2 separate regions of the Oryctolagus cuniculus genome follow, and region 2 is linked to region 1. Evidence: chromatin contacts called from public Hi-C data. All regions are on one chromosome and are shown on one strand. The core of a region is the stretch at or near the end of the contact, and the rest is flanking DNA. Distances in the headings are between cores, read along the strand shown. Region 1 holds the start of SLC17A8 (solute carrier family 17 member 8). Region 2 overlaps NR1H4 (nuclear receptor subfamily 1 group H member 4).

Evidence for each region. A called contact is a pair of places that touch in the nucleus more often than the background predicts.
Region 2: a contact with region 1 is called in a Hi-C map of embryonic fibroblasts, with 4 times the contacts expected there. The contact joins the enhancer-like site here to the promoter of SLC17A8 in region 1. A contact is called at or near these places in 4 of 6 Hi-C or Micro-C datasets (ear pinna, embryonic fibroblasts, skin fibroblasts and 1 more).

The regions. Positions count from the first base shown.
Region 1 is chr11:103,258,668-103,265,934 of mOryCun1.1, reverse strand. SLC17A8 (solute carrier family 17 member 8) reads right to left here and starts at 2,123. Exons shown (of 12, transcript XM_002711219.5): 1 at 1,657-2,123. The coding sequence starts at 1,757.
Region 2 is chr11:103,472,914-103,479,562 of mOryCun1.1, reverse strand. It overlaps NR1H4 (nuclear receptor subfamily 1 group H member 4), which reads right to left. Exons shown (of 9, transcript NM_001082726.1): 8 at 3,165-3,278; 9 at 649-1,256. The coding sequence ends at 1,018. Among named protein-coding and RNA genes, the nearest start is that of GAS2L3, 14 kb to the left of the region's middle. Within about 2 kb of position 5,347, at least 1 of the 8 cell types and tissues checked has an H3K27ac peak or open chromatin away from gene starts, as enhancers often do.

The sequences.
Region 1 (7,267 bases), core at 874-3,373:
TTCTATTGTCCTGTGATGCCATTTTGAGGAAACTGTTCAAAGAGTCCTAGACATATGGCTCAATTTTTGGTTGAGGTTGCCCAACTTGGAAATTACTAATTTTTTAAGATTCCTAAGCAAACCAATTTTTGTAAACAAAATGATCTTAATGTGATCATCCAATCAAACATGGCAAAGCCAGCTCCTAAGGTAAGTCTTCTACTGAAAAAAAAGTAATTAAATTTCAAAAAATCAATTAAATTGAAAAAAGAATTCCAAAGTCGTTTTTCAAGTATTTTATAAACTAAGGTAAAGTTGGTGATTATAATGGTGACCATTACCCTAAGTCATGAATTTTGTTCCTAACTTTGCCAAATTCCTGTCATCACTTGAATAAGCCAATTAAGCCATTGTGCCATTTTTTTTTTGTAATTCTAATCAAATGAACACTACACAATAAGATGCTCCCTGGGGAGCGTGCAACAAAAGGATTAAACACTCTGCTTTAAATATTATTATAACCATTTCCCATATTTGGTTGGTTTATGCTGCTGTCACTGGGCTAGGTTTTCATCTAAACATGAAAATTTAGCAGAGGTCTGATTGAAGCCTTTTTTAATTTTAATTACTAAATTAATAAGGTCTCCAACCTGTTCTTTTATTACAAAAACTCATCAAGAGTGGCACAGTGGAAATTTTAACACTGATGGGAGCACATATGCTATTAAAACACAAGGAATGGGAAAAAATCCCAGAAATAGTCTCAGATTGCCTAGAAAGGGTACTTTAAATACAAAAGATTTTAAATTTAAGGGATAACATAGAGAAGTTACAAAGGCGATGCTAGGTGACATTTTCACTCACCAGGATTAAAAATAATTATTCAAACACATAAAAAGCTTATCAGGAGTATTTTCACATTTATTTATGTCAAGGAGATAAAGGAGTCCTACCTTGCACATAAGGACCACGGATTAATTCATATATCAAAACTGATATATATCAAAGGGGGCATATAAAAATTTACAAATTAAAATGTCACATAAATTCATCTATTTTTGGCACACTCTCCTTCCCATGATAATGTGTTTTACTTTAAAAAGGTTTTTTGGTTTGGACTAAAATCTCATTCAATTCAGTGATGGTACTTAATGTTTTCCCCTTCATAATCATGTGAGATTTTGTGCTTTAAAGAATACTAATTTTTTAACTCTTCCAACTATTACGCCATTATCTGTGCTTTTGGGGAAAACTATTCAATCAGGGACCACTTTAGGTATATCATATAACAAACAAAAAATTTTCAAATATTTAATTTTCAGCTCAAAACACAACTACATTTGTCACTGAGTTAGCATGAAATATTATCTCCTCACTCTTTGCTAATTTAATGCCAAACACATCATATGCATTACCCCAAGTCCAATATGTGCTCATCCTGCTGCATAAACAGCACACTTGTCTTGATGTTTCCTTAATTAAACCCAACACTTTTTGATGCATATTTTTTCCCTCCCAACAGAGACTGTTAGTGCTGCAAGAGGCTCCAGAAACCATGTAATCTGACCCACCCCTCCTTGTTAAAATGTGTTTTATAAACATGACACAAAGTCGTTCATACATTGCCAACATGAGGCTACTCAAGAAATAAACCTCAAATTTGCCTCCCAACTTTACCTTTGTAAAATCCCCAACGAATCTCCCACGGCGTTCTTCACTCCTTCCTTCCCAGGTTTCAGAAATTTTTCCTTGAAGGTCTCAAAGGCTTTAAAAGGCATTTTGAATGAGGGGCACCTGAGAGCCGTTACCACCCAGTCTCAGCAACTGTCATCTTTTCTCCTGTCCAGCGTGGGGACCGCTCTGTTTTCCGGGAACACCTGGAAGTCAGTTCTCATAGAGGTAACTGCTTAGAATCAGAAAGGAGAGGAAACTCAGCCCAGATCTTCCAAGATGAGACCACTCTCTCCTCTCTCAAAACCCCTCCCTAACAAAAATGCCAAGAGTTGTCTGGCTGGGAATTCAGCCCCTTGAAAAAGCTACAAGTCAGCAGCAGCCGCCCGTGGCTGTTGCCTCGGACAGCCACTCTGAGACTGAGCGCTGCCTCTCTCCCTCCCTGGCTGCAGCTGGAGAAGCTAAAGTGGGTTCCAGCCCATGAGGATCCCCGAGACCTGCAGCAGCATCTGCGGCCTAGCCCAGCCCCTCCCACCTCCCCACAGGCAGCCTGTGGCTCTCCCTGAGTGCTCTTTTCCATGGAGTGCTATAGTAACCCGCAGGATACCTGCCCCTTAGCCGCTGGGGCTCAGTCATGGGCGCTGGGCCAGAGCAGGCGTCCAGAGGGAAGGTTGTGTTTATGAAACATTTACGAGTCCTCTGCTTTCTGAGGCCTGGGCCTGCTGAGCGGCTCTCAGCCACCACTTCATGCCCTTTGTGTCCCCTGTGGGAGCCATGAAGCAGTTTTTTGTTTGGATGCTAGCATGGATGTGATCCCTGGAGGAACATTTGCACTTGAGTGGGCTAAATGCAAAACCCAGGCCTTGAACATGTAGGATGGCATCTATTTGTTTCTCGTCGACAGAGCAGGTTCTCTGAAGGTATGGGATGCAGACACCATTAGGGCAATTAACTGAAGATATCTGAGCCAGTCCTAGCACCTGCTTACAATCTTCACAGGCTCCTCATTGTCTCCAAGAAAAAAATACCTTATCCTGGCGCCCAAAGTGCCTCCATGGGACCCTGAGCCCTGTTTCTTGTCCCTCTGCTTTCCATAACACTGAGGCCACTGAACTGTGGCCTCTGGAGTTCACTCAAGTCGTACCCCTGCCTGGGCAATGAACCTGACCCTTCACCGTGGTCACTTCTGGGGTCCTGAAGTCTCATCCAGACATCAGATCCACTAGAAAGCCTTGCAGATGAGGCGGAGGGTCCCTCCAAATCCTCTGTACTTAGGTGTAACCTAAGCACTAGTTCCGCTGGGGATGAAATATTGCATTGCACCTGTATTCCAGGCTGCAGGATGCTGCCTCCTGGTGGTGAAGACACAGCCTTCATCTGTGATGCTTCAGAGCTCCCTACACCCAGGGACGGCCAGGGACTGACCAATGTGCTGTGGGCGATGCTCTGATTTCCCCGGAGTCATTGTCACAGAACCAGTCATTGCCCTCTGCAGCTGTAGTCCAAACCTTTCTGAATTTGAATGAAATTAAACCAAATCAGAATTGGATCTTGGGTAGGTTAAATATTGCTAATATTTATTGAGCTTTTCCTATGGTCCAAGCTCTGTGTTAGGCACTCTATTTATATAGTATCACAATCTTCCCAACACTGCTCTGTAGTTAATAACTTATTTTCTCCAATTTTACTGATGGGAAACAGGCAAAGACAGGTTAGACTTTCCTGAGATCATTTAACTAGTTAGTAGCAGAGCCCAATTTCAGATCCAAATGGCCTGACTCTGGCCCTTGTTTCTCTCTCTCTCTCTCTCTCTCTCTCTCTCTCTCTCTCTCCCCCTCTGTTCTACCCTCCCTCTCTTAAGCTTTACATTTCATATAATTCATTCATTTCAAGTGGACAATCCAATGATTCTTAGTAAATTTGCCTAGTTGTGCAATTATCACCATAAAACAACTTGAGAATATTTCCATCATCCCAGTAATGTCCCTCGTACTCACTGATAATCCCTATCTCCCAACCCCAACCATGTTCTATTCAACCACCAGTCTACTTCCTACTGACACAGATTTATACGCCTGTTCTGGACACTTTATGTAGATAAATCATAGGGTAACTTGTGGTTGGCTTCTTTAGCTTTGTATAAATTTGAGGTCTATACAGCTCACACAGAAGCTTATTCTTCTTGTTCTTTATTAATGAACAGTATTTCATTATATAGATTTACTACATACTGCCTGTCCACTGACCTTCTAATTTCCAATTCCCAGATATTATGAATAAGACTGTTAGGAGTATTTGCATACAAGTCCCTGTGTGGACATGTATTTTTATTTTTCTTGGATAAAAACCCAGGAGTGAAATTGTTGGATCATATGGTGTGTTTTTGAGAAACTCTTCAATTATTTTCATAAGTGGATGCACTATTTTACAATTCTACCAGCATGTATGAGGGTTCCAGTTTTTTCCACATCCTTGCCAAACTGTTGTTTGCTTTTTTAGAATAAACCATTCTAGTGAGTGTAAAATGGTGTCTTATTGTGGTTTTAATTTGCATTTCCCTGATGACTAAGGACATTAACCATCTTTCCATGTGCTTATTGACATTCATATATCTTTTTTTGGTGAAATTTATTTTCAAATATTTTACATAGGTTTTTGTCTGCTTATGACTAAAGCATATGGGTATATATTTTGGGTACATGTTCTTTATCAGCTATGTGTTCTGCAAATATTTTCTTGCAGTCTGCTGTTTATTTTTCATTTTCTTCCTTCTATATTTTTAAGTCTAAAAATTTTGAATTTTGTTGAGATCTGATTTATTCACTTTTTTTTTTCTGAACTGTGTTTTTGCTGTTTAGGGTAAGAAATTTTTGCCTAACCTGAGGTCTCAAAGATTTTCTCCTCACCTGGATTGAGTTCCATTTTCCATGAGCCTTTTCAGGTGTCCTCATGTAATTCAGTTGTTGTAGAATAGCATTCAAATATCTGCTTCCCATCCCCAAATATCAAATATAGCAAAAATAGAAGAAAGTATGTATAGTGAAGAATTCCCTGAGGGCTGTGAAACAAAATGCTGGGCATATGTAGAGTGCATAAATATTAGAAAAAGTTCTAGTTTATGGCTGGTGCCGTGGCTCAACAGGCTAATCCTCTGCCTGTAGCGCTGGCACAGTGGGTTCTAGTCCCGGTCGGGGCGCCGGATTCTGTCCCGGTTGCCCCTCTTCCAGGCCAGCCCTCTGCTGTGGCCAGGGAGTGCAGTGGAGGATGGCCCAAGTCCTTGGGCCCTGCACCCCATGGGAGACCAGGAGAAGCACCTGGCTCCTGGCTCCTGCCATCAGATCAGCGCGTTGTGCCGGCTGCAGCGCGCTGGCCACGGCGGCCATTGGAGTGAACCAACGGCAAAAGGAAGCCCTTTCTCTCTGTCACTCTCTCTCACTGTCCACTATGCCTGTCAAAAAGAAAAGAAAAGAAAAGAAAAGAAAAGAAAAGAAAAGAAAAGAAAAGAAAAGGAAAGGAAAGGAAAGGAAAAGGAAAAGGAAAAGGAAAAGGAAAAGGAAAAGGAAAAGTTCTAGTTTATATTTGATGCCTTCCCATCATCTTATACCAAAAAAGTCTCCTCATAGTCAGTTAAGCCACCACATAGGACACCCACATCCCATATTGGAGTCCCTGGTTCGAGTGCTGTCTACTTCACGATTTCAATTCAGCTTTTTGCTAATGTGCCCTGGGAGGCAGCAAATGATGGCCCAAATTTTGGGGTTTCTGTAGCTCAGATAGGAGACTCAGATTGAGTTCCTGGTTCCTGGCTTCAGCCTGGGTCAGCCCTTACTGTTGCAGGCATTTGGGAAGTAACCCAAAATATGGAAGATCTCTCTCTCTCCCCCTCTCTCTCCTCCTCTCTCTTTCTCTCCCTTTTTTTTCTTTCTCCCTCCCTCCCTCTCTCTCTTTCAAATAAATAAATCTGTAAAAAAGTTAAAAAGCTCTTTCATTTAGAGAAAAAAATATTAACTAAGACATCTTTAGGGGTCCTTGCCCAGATTACAACAAATCTTCATTTTCAGGAAACTTGCCGTGTCCTGAAGCCCTCCTCTTTTATGATGACAAGCTTCCAAAAGTCCTGTGTATACTGTAACGTTCCCCATTCCTCTGGCTACTGTTGAACAGATCAGGAGTAGACATCTGCACTACGCTCAGCTGATCTGGTGCCAGATTCTCCTAATATTTTAACTTTGGAGAAGAAAGACTGTTACTGCATATTGAAGGATCCAGGAACAACAACTACATGTCCTCTATGGGGTAGAGAGGTGAAGAACACCTGACAAAGAGAGGAAATGCAGAGGGGCATGTATTCCTAATGCTCTTCCAGTCCCTGTCCATCTAGACTCAGATGCCTTTTCACCCTGGGCTTTCAAGTAATACCTGCATCCTTATGACGAATTGCCCTGTTTTGGATTAGCTAAGATGGTTTCTGTTCCTCTCAAAGAATCTTGGCTACTGTAATTATTTAAATCCCAAGCCCTGTACTATCAAGTAAGTCTCCACTGAGTACCGTGTGGGTGAGCCTGACTGTCCAGTTCAGTGACAGAAGAAGACTAATGAGCAAAAATGTAACAAGCAGGGCTCATAGGTTCATCACCAGCCAAGTCCACCCAGTCTGCCAAGACCGAAAAGGCAAACCGACTAAATCCCAAATAAACAATCCAAAGGCATTAATCTTATCAAATCCAACCAAAGAGTTGGATGGAGAATTTTAACTAGGTCAGGAATAAAGATAAAATTATTTACTTTTTTATATAAGAGATTTTACAAGGAAACAAAAGTGATGAAGAGAAGTAATGGTCTTTGGATTCCTTCTCCCCAAATTCTGTGCCAGTTTTTCCAGAAAACCCCTTACCCTTCCCCAACTCCAGATTCCTTCAACTCACCCCACAACATCCTGAGATCAACATAAAATTTCTTTTTTCCAAAACTTTTCTCATTCCTTTAATATTTGTAGGTTGTTGATAACTATCATTAGTACTAGTCAAAATGTATGAGAATAAAACTAGATTTTTTTGCACTGAACTCCTCCTATTTGACATTAGGTATTCTATAATAGTCAAATTTATTATACAAAGCACTTTCAAGTATCTCATTTGATTCTCACAACAACCCTATGAAACAAACAGATAAGGAAATCAAGACTCAAATTTCCTCAATATAACCTGACCAGCAGACTTCACATATCTGACTGGGTCCTAAAGCACATTTTCTAAGCTCGTACCACCAGGGTACACAGCACATTATGAGGCCCAAATTTTACTATGGGAGGTAAAGCATCCATGCAACATACTTCAGAAAAGATGGACTCCGAATCCTTGGGCCTTTAAACATTTTATTGAGGAGGTGAGTAATTGGCATAGCTGTTAGAACACTGCTTGAGATGCCACTCCCATAACAGAAAGCTTTGGTTTGAGTCCACGCTCCATTCCCAATCCTACCTTTCTGCTAATGCACACCTTGGGAGATAGCAGATGATGACCCAAGAACTTGGGTTCCTGCTATCCTCATGGGAGACCCAGATAGAGTTCCTGGCTTCTGTCTGTCCAGTGTAGACCTTTGCAGACATTTTAAGTGT
Region 2 (6,649 bases), core at 4,098-6,597, 210 kb before region 1:
AGTACTTTAATACAAAAACTCTGTTTTCTAAGCAAACTCCATTTTGGCTGACTTCAGGAGAAAGGGAAATATAAGCCCATTATTTATTGAAGGTGTTTTATTATAGTCACCAGAGGATAAAAGGGAAAGAATGCAACAATATAACAATGAAGGAAAGAAATGAGCTAATTCCTGCTTTGGGGGAAGGATACAGCAGCTGTGCACCCAGCTGCAGGAGTGTTTTCAAAAACAAAACAAAACAAATGAAAAAAAATGATTAATTGTATGTATGCGCCTAAGCCGACAGTGAGCACTTTTAAAAGGGAAAAGGGAATGTTCTTAGTTTTCTGCATACTCTGAATTTGTGGATGCTGCCTCAAAGCCTGGCTATCAGGAAAGAGATTGCCTCAGGGAATATTTTATGGGAAAATCATTAGCTTTTCTGTGTGCAATTCTCTTTGAACTTCAAAGAAAATGAAATGATCAGAGGGCTATTACAAATGAATGAATATTAACTAGAACTCCTCCAGGGATGAGAAAAGTGTCATTTATGTTGTGAAAGTTTATCTTTCTATAAATTACACCCTGTGGTTCAGGAGAATTCCTTTCATCATTTAAAGAAATGAGTTTCTATATTTGTAAAATTTTGTTCCCAAAGAGAATCCTGTCGCCATTATTCTCTGTTTATTACCAAAATTGAACACAATTCTTTAATAAAATATATGCAACATGGTAAGACAAAGAGCCAAATGAGAGTTCTCCCTAGTTCAACAGATACATTTGAAGTAACAATCAATTTAATCAGGCAAACAGGGCAGGCCAATTAGAACGCAGGAGCCCCGGAAGCCTTGTAAACTACTGTGTAGAGAAAATAGTTCTATTCACCCCCACACTTAGAATTGTGGAAGTTACAGAATTAGTACATAAATATTCATCAAGATCCTTGAGGGAAACCAGGTACAAGTGAAATGAAGGAAAGTGAGACATCAGATTCATGTTGTGAGGGAGAAAGGGCTCGACCCCGTCCCGCGAAGCTCATCACTGCACATCCCAGATTTCGCAGAGCAGTGGGGTGAACTTGTGGTCGTTGACCCTCCAGGACATCAGCATCTCCGCATGGTGGTGATTGAACGTCCGCAGCTCTGTCAGGCGACCCAGGAGGCAGGCGAAGTGTTGAGGATTCTCGGGCTGATGAATCTTGCACAGCTTCTGCAGCACGTCGAGCAGTGGCTCCTGAAGTTTCTCTACTGCCTCTCTGTCTTTTATGTATTGCCTATCTGTTTTGAAGTTTAAAATAAAACAACAAAAAAGTGGGAAAGCATTAATTTGGTATAATCTTGGCCATGTTAACTTTCTTGAAGTATAAGTTTATAAGTGTCGTATACTTGAAATGACCAAATGAAGTGTTTGAGTTGAGGAAAATGCAGCATGCGCACACACACACACACACACACACACACAAATACACCCATGTAATCATGAGTAGGCTGCCCAGAAGCCTCCTTAAAGTTCCCCTCTCAATCAAAGTCCCGAAAGATAACCCATATGTTGAACCCAGGCGTCCTTTCTGGTGAGTATCATCCCAGGAGTGCAATTGCTGGGACATATAGGAGTAACTTTAGTTGATACTCCCAGACAGTCTGTGTTTAATCATAATTTTTATAGTTAAAAAACATAATAACTAGCCTCTGCCTCAACATCATGTGTAAAAATGGTTTTTTATGTTGTAATTAAGCTTTACAAATCATGAAGATGACATCACTCTATTATTAAAGTAAACCAAAATATGTAGGCAAAAGCTATACAAAGGCATTCATTTAGATATCATTTAAAGCCAAAAAATGGAAACATCCTGAATACATAATATACAGTAAAGATTGTTACATAAAAGTGTGTTTATACATACAATGGGATATGATACACACATTACAAGAAATTGTACCGATATAATTTTTAATGACTTGAGAAAAGGCTTTTTAAAAATGTAATTTTTTAAAGAAAAAAGATACAGCATGTTCTCATTGATGAACTATGTAATTTCAGGGCTGGCATTGTGGTACAGCAGGTAAAGTTGATACTTACAATGCCAGCATCCCATATCAGAGCGCCACGTCAAGTCCTAGCTGCTTGTCTTCCAATCCAGCTTCCTGCTAATGTGCTTCAGGAGGCAGCAGATGATAGCCCAAGTGCTCAGGCCCCTGCCACTCTCATAGGAGACCCAGATGGTGGTTTTGGATTGGAGCTTCAGGCTGGCCTTGCCCTGGCTGTCGCAGCCATTTGGGGAGGGAATCACCAGATGGAAAATTTCTCTCTCTTTGTTTCTCTGTGTGTGTGTGCGTGTGTGTGTGTGTTTCTGTGTGACTCTGCCTTTAGAATAATTAAAAAAAAAAAAAAACACCAAAGAAAAAGTACAAATTTCATTTAATCCCTGCTCAAATGCAACCACCTAGGAAAATATTAAAATAGCATTCTTCCGTTACTTTCTTTACTTATATTCTTTTAAAAATTCATTCATTTATTTTAGAGACAGAGAAAGAGGCAGAGAGACAGAGAGCTGCCATGTGCTGGTTCACTCCCCAAATGTTGCTCCTGCTGGGACTGGGTCAGGGCCAAAGTAAGGAGCCAGGAACTCAATCCAGGTTTTCCATGCGGAAGACTGGAATCCAACTACCTGAGCCATCACTGCTGTCCCCCGGGGTGCATACTATCAGGACGCTGGGGTCAGGAATCTGCCTAGAGTCAAAGCCAGACACCCTGATATGAGACACAGATGTCTTAACCACTTAGCCGAACACCTGATCCCCTTTCCTAATATTCTGATATTTTATATTTTGGAGTATTTACCATCTCCTGAAAAACCACTTTCATTTGTTCCTTCACTTATCTTTCTCATCCTACTATAATGTAAACTCCATGTGAGCTATAATCTTGCTGTATCTCCAATATCTAGAACAATGTTCGGTAGACAGTAGATGTTAAATGTGTAACTATCAAATGAGTGTGATTTTTTCAAAAAAAAGACCAAGAAGTACACTGAAATGCTTACAATAAATTCATTTTGAATAGTAAAATTATTTTCCTTTTTCTTTACATTCCTGTTTTTCAGGCTCTAGAAAGAAACACTGACTATGTAACTGAGAAAAAAGACTATTGGCATAGAAATTTAAGTGAAACACTGAAATTACCTGGAGAGAGGATAACAATTGCCGTAAGAAGTGCATACTCTTCTTGAGTCATTTTCAATTCCCCAACACTTTTGTAAAAGCTAAACATAGGTGTTATATATTCATCAGAAATACCTATGGGGGAAAGTTGACAAATTGCAGTTATTTAAGATTTTTGAGTGGCTGAAAAGTTTGAAACTAGAAATGCTTTATATGTATTTATATAAATACACACATTTACATATATACGCATCAATATTATATCCCTATGCATACATTTAAGCAATTACTACATACATACTCTATGTCTCAGACAAAGGCAAGATCCTACAAAGATGATCAATGAACAAAATCCTCACAAGATGGTCTAATCAATAGTGTATGCCTTTGATTTCACAAGTGTCTTCATTTCAGTCCCTGCTATTTCCCAGTGGAGGATAATGCTCTTGGATTGCCAAGAGAATCTCAGAAGTTCACTGCATTCTGGATGGCATTAATTAATCTTTCCAATGCTAATATTTTAATCAAGGCAGAGATAGCAGTTTAAGGAAATAACAAAAAATGGTTGTTCTTCATACAAAAAATATAAACAGCCCCATCTAGTAAATTGGCCAGTGTTCTTATCAAAAGGTTCTAACTTATCTATTGCATATCAGATATGAGTACTTGTCTGCTCTCTTTAAACTCACGACAGTTTATCCCAAGTCAAAGATGTCATGTACAGAACTAAACTCCCCCGCCTTCCTCTAAGTCCACTCCTTTCTTGGAGTTCCCATTCTCAGTGATTGGGAACTTCACTCACCCTCCTGCCAGGCCTGACAGCTTAGATTCAGGTGTTCAGCATCATGGCTGTACCTGCTTACTCCCTCCCCCTCTATGGCGTGTGGCACTGACTCAGTCTAGTTCCCCATCTCTTTTTATCTGGATTACTTGCAATTGCATCTTCATTGGTCTTCCTATCTTCAATTTTGTTACCTTCATTCTATCCTCTGTCCATATACTGGAACGACCTTTCTAAAATTCAAACCACACACTTTCTCCCCTTTTCTTACAAAGCTTCCAAAACTCTGATATTTGGCAAAAAGCTTTAATTGTCCTCCTTTCAATATAGAACCCTACTGCCTATCTCATCACACATGAACTCATGATAATATCAGTAGGAGTTCTTCTGTATTGAGTACTATTCACTACGTGTTAGACATAGTTTTAAACACTTCTCATGTTATAATTCATTTTATCTTTCCAACAGTTCATGAGGTAGACACAGAGACGTTATATAATTAATGCAGACACATAGCTGGTGAGAGATGGAAGCAAAGACGGTGGGCTACAGTGTCCTATTAGCTATGACTAGGAGGCACTACTCTTCTATCACATGGCCCTGCCTCCAGCCTTGTTCACGTATTTATGGTTCCCAAACAACGCTGGGCCATGGCCACAACCAAGAACCAGAAACTCCATCAAGGTCTCCCATGTTGATGGAAAGAACAATTACTTGAGTCATCACTGCTGCCTCTCAGGGTCTTCATTAGCAGGAAGCCGGAATCAGGAGCCAGATCAGGACATCACACCCAGGTACTCCAATGTAGAGTGTGTGTGTGTCTTAACCAGCGTCTAACTACTAGGTTAAAAGCTCATTTCCTGCCAAGTCATCATAGTGTTCTTTCCTTTTTATGTGGTTTCTCCTCCCTCTCTTTTATCTAGGTTATTCCTCCTTCTAATTTAAGACTCACTTGTTTCATTTCCTCCATTCATTCAATAAATACCAGCTTGGTACCTGTTCTGTTTATGACTCCAATCCAGCAGAGCCTTTGGCTGAGACATCAAGGAAAATAGTGGTGGAGGGCAGGGGATGAAATAGTGCTGTTATTTGTGGGTGAATAGGATGAGTTTCCCAGAATTGATTCAGTTGAAAACAGCAATGTTCTATTCCTTCGCAAACCACATCTAGAGCCACAGTTGTGGCTGAAGCAAACCAGAGTAAAATTTGATTCCATGTGCTAGGGAGTACAGTTATTACCTAATAGTACATACTACAGAAAGTACCAGAAAGTATAAATCCTTGCCCCTACCAGAATCTGAAGACTCTTCCCAGATTAAATCCTTGGCCTTTCTCTCACTTGTCAAAATGCCACACTCTTCTGCCCTTTGACTTTTGATTCTCTAATTGACCCCAGTGGGCTCTATTAACAACAAGGACTTTGTTGAGCAACTTGAGGATTACGTCATGTGGAAGGTTGCCCTTTACCCAGATGTTACAGATTGAACTGATTACCCATGACCAAACTAAATACAACTTAAAATGCGGGGGATTGGAAGATGTGAGCTGGGAGATACCAATCCTGGTTTCCAACAAATATAGTGGATAAGAGTTCATGACCCAGTGGGTTTGAGCCATTTGACTCTGTGACTTCAGCATGGACATATTATTTATACCCTTTAAGCCTTAGTTTTCTTATTGGTGAAATGTGAATTAGATAACAATGGTATTATATGAGACAATATATAGAGAGCCCTTAGCACAATGCCTGGCTCATAGTAAGCCCTCTATAAATGTTAGAACAAATGATATTAACTACTATTATTGCTATTCAGGATAATTGAATCAACACGTTCATTTTAGTCTTCAATTACATTTGTGTACTTTCATCTCTACAAAGATATGTTGGTTTTTTGAAAAATTATTCTGCAAACTACTGGCTGATTTGCCTCAGTATTTTTCTAAGACCTGAAGTTTCTTGGTAAGTTATTCTTTTTTGTCTTCCAAAAAATGGCCATGAAATGTGATTGCCTAAAATAATTCATGACTATGGCACTACTTCAAATAGTACATGAGGATTAAGAGATATTATCCAAGGCAGCTGATTTGAAAATTTCCAAATTTTAGAAATCATCTTTAACTATCTAATTTCCTATTTCATTTCATTTTTAAATCCCCACTCACTCTCCAACAACTCTCCATTACCTATCTAATTGTAGTTGATAATCTTTGGGGAAAATTAATTTAAAATGCTTATTAGGATGGTTTCATCTTGTACGTATTGTGAAAGCCAAGAGTAAATACAGAAAAATGCAGAAAACAATGAACTTTTTAAGAAACACTTTTTCCACAGGGTGGATCAAATATAATTGTGCTTTTGGAATTAGCTAGCAATCAGAATTGACTATGCCAGTATAAGCACAGGGAATGTTTCAAGTGCTTGTGAACCAGCAATTTCTAACATAAGAAATGTAACAATAATATCATCCTGAAGAGGACAGCCTTTTCCTGTTTTCCTGCTTCCTCCTTCTTCCTGGAGACTTAAAATTTGCTTCATTTTTGCTGCTGTGACCGATTAGCTGAATTTGGTCACAAGGGGGAGCTATTTTCTAATTAAACCACAAAGACTGCCACGGAAAGTTAGGTTGTAAAAAAGACTGTTGAATTCTTTACTTAATATATACTAAATTGATCTTCTGTATATAAAGATAATTGAAAATGAATCTTGATGTGAATGGAATGGGAG